Regions from separate parts of the Ovis aries genome. Here region 2 is linked to region 1. A link is a contact called in public Hi-C data. All regions are on one chromosome and are shown on one strand. The core of a region is the stretch at or near the end of the contact, and the rest is flanking DNA. Distances in the headings are between cores, read along the strand shown.

Region 1 (2,681 bases), core at 59-2,558:
GAAAGAGCTATCCAAGAAAGAACTATCCAAACCAGAGAGAACATTTCACTTTGTGCGTTTCGTCCTTTACCTGAGCGGTGCTGAATACCTCCGAGAGCACGTGGGCAGATGTGGGCCCCCCAGGGTAGCCCCAGTGACCTATGGCCGGCGTGAGAGGCAGCACATGGCGGTGCCCGCAGACCCAACCTCTCCCCTCCTCCCCTCCCTCCCTGTTGGAACTGAAGGGCGTTTGCGGAATTTCACCTTCAGTCTGGGAGCTGGGGGCGGAGGTCCCAACACTGCTTCAGCGTCAGTGGCTGAACCGTCTGTTCAAAGCAGAGGGGATGGCTTGGGTTCTGAAAAGCCCCCTGACTCATCTTCCCTCCACTTTAAAAACTAGCACCGTTGCTCTTCTGGGAAGGGGTCTGAGGGAGGCTTCAGCAGACTTTTGAGGGGGCGGGGTGGATATTTCTGGGCTGGGGGAACCAAACGGAAGGGGCTGCGGCCACCCACCGCAGCCTGTAGGCTCCAGGGAGACCTCTCTGAGGCTTAATGGCGTGGAGGAAGAGAGGCAGTACGCCACGGTGGTCTGGGGCAGCAGGGTCCCTAGCCCTCATCCTCTGCGGCTGTCACCTCCCAAACACGTGTCTCCTTGGCTTCCCTTTTTGCTGGCAGAGGGGTCTCCACGCAGGAGGAGAGAGGGGGGAGGGGTGCTGGCGACCTCCGCCTGATTAATATCCCAGATGTGTGATCTCCAAGCTCCCCCCGAGGACTTCTCGGGAGTCCAGACCTCAGCGTGGGCACGGATGCCCAGCCTGCCATGCGGGAAGGTGGACAGCGGGTCGTGGGTAGGGGTGGACGCGCCTGCTGCAGTCTTGGGCGCCCCGATCTGGCTGGATTGGAAGTCCAGTCTCCACCCAGAAGAGGAGCTCTCAACTCCAAGCACGTGAAAAAAGCTAGGCGGGGTGAGATGCAACTTTTTTTAACTCCAAATGCTCGAACTCAGGGCGCCTCCACACTGGTTCTGGGGCTTGGCCAGGGGTGGGCACCCGGGGCGGGAAAAGTGGGGGTCCAGGATCGGCCTCGGGGGGCTCCGTCCGCGCGCGCACGCCGGCAGAGCCGGCGCCGTGCCCGCTCGGGTCCCCGCCCGGCCCGGGCCAGCCCCTTCCTCGCCGCCACTCGCCCGCTGGCCCCACCTCCCCGCCCGCGGCGCCCAGTGGGAAGCGGGGGCCGGCCCGGCCGAGCCCAGCGGCTGCTCTGATTTGCTGCGGGCGCCGGGGAGCCCCGGCCTCCGCGGGTGCCTTCCAGGAGCGAGGGCGGGAGGGGAAGGGGGAAAAGTGCTCGGCGCCCGAGGCGAGGTCGCACTCCTCCTTCGTCCCCGCGGCCGGCGCCGGACCGCACTCGAGCGCAGCGCCCAGGGGAGCGAGTCGCGGGGCGGCGGCGGCGAGGAGGAGGCCAGAAGGAACCGGAGGGGGCGAGGAGGCCGGGGCCAGCGAGCCGAGCGGGGTCCCGGCGCCCCGCGGACCGAGGTCGAGCCCTCCCGGCCGTGGGCGAGCGCGCCAGCCGACCCTCCCGGGGGCCACGGCCACAAAGAGCACGGGCCGGCGGCTGCTCCCATGACTTCCTAAGGCCGTGCCGGCCCCGCTGAGTCCGCTGCCCGGGCCGTGCCCCGCGCCCCGTGCGTCCCCGCGCGCCCGCCCCGCGCCCCGCACCGCGCGCCCCTCCGGCATGGACTTCCACACCCGCTGGAAAGCGCGCAGCCCGCTCCGCCCGGGCGCCCCGCTGCTGTCCCCGCTGCCGCCGCCGCTGCTGCTGCTGCTGCTGCTGCTGTGGGCGCCGCCTCCGAGCCGCGCAGGTAAGGGCGCGGGGCGCCGGGGCTCTGGGGGCCGGGGGCCGGTGGCCGCCGGGGCCGGCACGGCTGTCATCCCCGGGCGCCCGGCCTCTTCTGCGCCTGCACGACCTTCCCCGCTTGGCTGTGGAATGCGCGGCCCGAGACTCCGAATGCCGTTAGCTGGGGGCCCCGGAGAGGGGGGCGCGCCGGCACAGCCCTCCCCCGCGCCAAACGGGCCGACCGCCGGGGCTGTCGGGGGACCCGAGGCTGGGGCTCCGCGTAGGATGCGCCGGAGGGGCTGTCCGCCAGGCAGGCAGACTTTTGTCCCGAAACTTTACCTTCTGTGTCCCACATCGCAGGCGCGCAGCACGACTTCCTTTCCTGAAACCCGGGAAGGGTCGCCCCCTAGAGTCACAGCGGGTCAGTTCTGGCCGGGCCTCCCGGGAATAGGGGACGCGAGGGTGGAGGGCGGGGGACGGGAATCCCAGAAACGCAGCCCCCGCCATCTCCCGACTTCTCCTGGGAAGAAGGTTTTCTAGAGTTTGCTGCCCAAAGACGGGATTCCAGGCGCACGGCGGGGCGGGGAGATGTTGCCGGGCCTGGGCTGCCAGCGTTTACATGATGCACTGACGGGACTTCTGCCAGAGGTCTGCCCTTAGAAGGAGCCGTCTCCTGCGGGCGGCGACCAGCCGGCCAGCACCCACAGGGAGCCTGCCTGGATGCCTGCCGCCCCCACTGCCTCCCACACACTTTCCTGCCCTCGGGGGTGTCCAAGCATCACTTCTGCGGTTGCCTGTCCCGCGGGGTAGGTCTTCCAACACCTTAGTCCTCAGAGCTCGTGGCCCTCGAAGTCTCCCCTCAGCTGGTGGGA
Region 2 (2,681 bases), core at 68-2,567, 140 kb before region 1:
CGGCCTGGCTGAGTTCTGTGAGTCCCTCCAGCGGCTCCTGGAGCCTAGGGTGGTCTGGAGCTCGGGGGGGCCAGGGTCAGCCACCCTGTTGACCGGCCCTGGGGGGGGGGGCTGTCCCATCTGTGTCACGTGGGCAGTCCTGTGTCCAGAGGCCCCTGCAGGACGTCTTCAGATGCTGGGGCGCTTGGACCTTTGACCCTGACTCCTCTCTGCTGTCTGTGCTCTCAGCTCTGCCCACCGGGCGTCCACGTGGCACCCTACATTCTCCAGGGAGAACCAAACTGTTCCTGGGGGTGGGGCGCCCTCCCTGGGTGGGCTCCTGCTGACTGGGGTTGGGGCGCAGCCTCGGCACCCCCCATTCTGAACCTGGAAGCACCTAGGACGAGGGGGCTGCTGGGAAGATGGGGCTCCGTGTGTGTGTGCATGCGCGTGTGTGGGTTCTGCCTTGTCGGGGGTGGGCTGGGCTGGGCTGCGGTGCCTCTGGGAGCTCCCCCAGCTCAGGGGAAGCTCCGAGCTGCCTGTGCTAAGGCTCTGGTGGCGTCCAGGAGATCGGGGAGGCCTGACCTTCCCTCCGGGGGCCCCCGTGTGCCAGTTCCCCCAGACGCGCCTCGGGCCCCGACGCTGGGTCCATCCAGGCTGCCGCTCCCATGCTTTCTGGCCTCTGCCTCCGTCTGGGACGGACGCTGGCCCTCCTGCCAGGCCCCGCCGCCCGCCCCAGGGGGCCTGTGCGCCTGTGTTCAGGTGAGCTGGCCCAGGTGCGGCCGGCCCTGAAGGCAGCCCTGGGAGAGGCTGCTGGGCATGAAGGGCCCTGGACGCCATGGAGACATGGAGCTGAGGGCGCCCCGGGGTCAGCCTGTGCCCGGAGCCCGGTCTTAGAACCCCGCTCTTTCCCCGGCCGTGGCCTGCACTTGGCCCCCGCCCTGGCCCAGGCCCCACGTCCGGGGATGGGCGCTGCCCACTGTGCCCTGTGGGTTGGGACCCGGGGCCTGGCTGGAGACCGACGCCTCCCCCCGGCCTGCAGCCTGGCCGCCACCCCCGCCCTGCCACGTCGCCGCTTCCACCCCAGCGGCAGGAAGCTGCGCGCACGCTCTTTCTGTAACGTTTTGGAGGGCTGCTGTTGCAGGGAACATCTGGCCGCTGTCCAAGGAACATAATAAGAGAGAGAGAGAGCGAGAGGGAGTCGGGGAGGAGGCAGGGGCTGGGGAGGTTTGGAAAAACCATCTGATTCCACTTTGCAAAGACAACTGCAGTTATGTCTCTGAGGGTTTCGAAGTCACTTCGGATTCAAACCGTGCCGGGTGACGTCAGTGGGAAAAAATGAAGCTCGCCCTGGTTCTGGGACACACACCACATGAAGTCGGTCCCAGCAAGCTCCCGGCCTGTGAGCCAGGACAGCGGATGGCCCACAGGGGTCTTGGCAGAAAGGCAGGAGCCGTGGGGGCAGGGGCCGAGGTCCGCCGCCCTGGGCATCCCAGGCTGTCCGGCCTCAGCTCCGTGGCCTGACCCAGGGGGACAGGAGGGGACCAGAAGGAGGGCAGAGTGAGACCATGGATGGGAGAGAGGTCAAGGTCAAAGGGAGCCCCGCGCAGTGTCCGGCATCTGAAGACGTCCAGGGGCCTCTGGACACAGGACTGCCCACGTGACACAGCCCTGGGCCCCTTCGGAACAGTTCAGTGTGTCCCACCCCCGCTGAGAGTGGAGGGCCGCAGGCCCCGGGATGGAGAGAATCCTGGCATTGCTGGGCCTCCAGCCTTGACGTCGGGAGGATCCCCCGGGCTGTGGGGTTGTCCCGGGCCTCAGCCCACCCCCCCACTCCAAGCACACTCAGGCCCCTGCACTTTGCAAAGTCAGCCTTGCAGCTTTGTGCCGAAGCCTGGGACCCTCACGGTGTCTGTCCACCGGTCCCAGCTACCGTGGGCGCTGGAGGGGGAGTGAGAAGGACCCACCCCGTCCCTCCTGCTCGGGGCTGCTCTGGTGAGGACCCTGCCTCTCCGGATGGGGGCTCCAGGGGTCCCGGAACACGGCAGGAACTGACATGGCCCTGGCTCCACAGGAGAGGATATGAGGCCCCCTTCTCCAAAATTCCAGGGGCTCCGTGGACACTCCCCAACCCTGACAGAGCCTGAGCCTCAGGACAAGGTCACTGCAGCCTCAGAGCCCTCGGTCCCTAGAGGTAGGCCCCCCACCGGGGAGGAAGGGCCTCCCACCACTTGCAGAGCCCCCAGGGCCACATGCCCTGGCCTCTGTGGAGTCCGCCGGGGTCTGAACGGTGGCCTGGCTTAGCTGTCGTCTCCACATTTGCTCTCCCAAGTGCGTTTTGAAAGAAACTTTGCAGAAAAGCCTGGTGACGGTGAGGCTGGGTGGACGCCGGCTGGAGGAAGGCAGATTCTAATCGACCCGCGTTTTCTAGCAGCTGACGGTGCCAGGCCCGAGGGCAAGGGCCCAGGGCCCGCAGCCAGCCTCCAGGTCGCCCCTGAGCAGCCTTGCTCCAAAGGGCCCCCTTTGTGGGGAGGAGGTTTGCATCCTGAGGTGCGGGGGACTTGCATGGGGTGCCGGGGCTGGGTGGGCTGGAGGCCCAGGGGCCACAGTGCCTGGGGGTGGGGCTCAGCCTGGAGGGGCCAGTGCTGTGACTGGAGGGGGACAAAGCCTGGCTCAGGACGGGGTGGGGGGCGGGGCGGGGC

Evidence for each region. Hi-C and Micro-C count contacts between places; a contact is called where the count stands out from the background.
Region 2: a Hi-C map of tail adipose tissue shows a contact between it and region 1, with 6 times the contacts expected there. The contact joins the enhancer-like site here to the promoter of COL5A1 in region 1. A contact is called at or near these places in 9 of 16 Hi-C or Micro-C datasets (hypothalamus, liver, mesenteric adipose tissue and 5 more).

The regions. Positions count from the first base shown.
Region 1 is chr3:1,692,373-1,695,053 of ARS-UI_Ramb_v3.0, reverse strand. COL5A1 (collagen type V alpha 1 chain) reads left to right here and starts at 1,308. Exons shown (of 66, transcript XM_027966118.2): 1 at 1,308-1,834. The coding sequence starts at 1,708.
Region 2 is chr3:1,833,352-1,836,032 of ARS-UI_Ramb_v3.0, reverse strand. No RefSeq gene overlaps it. Among named protein-coding and RNA genes, the nearest start is that of RXRA, 110 kb to the left of the region's middle. Within about 2 kb of position 1,317, at least 11 of the 54 cell types and tissues checked have an H3K27ac peak or open chromatin away from gene starts, as enhancers often do. A contact at or near this core is called in tail adipose tissue, where this site is marked.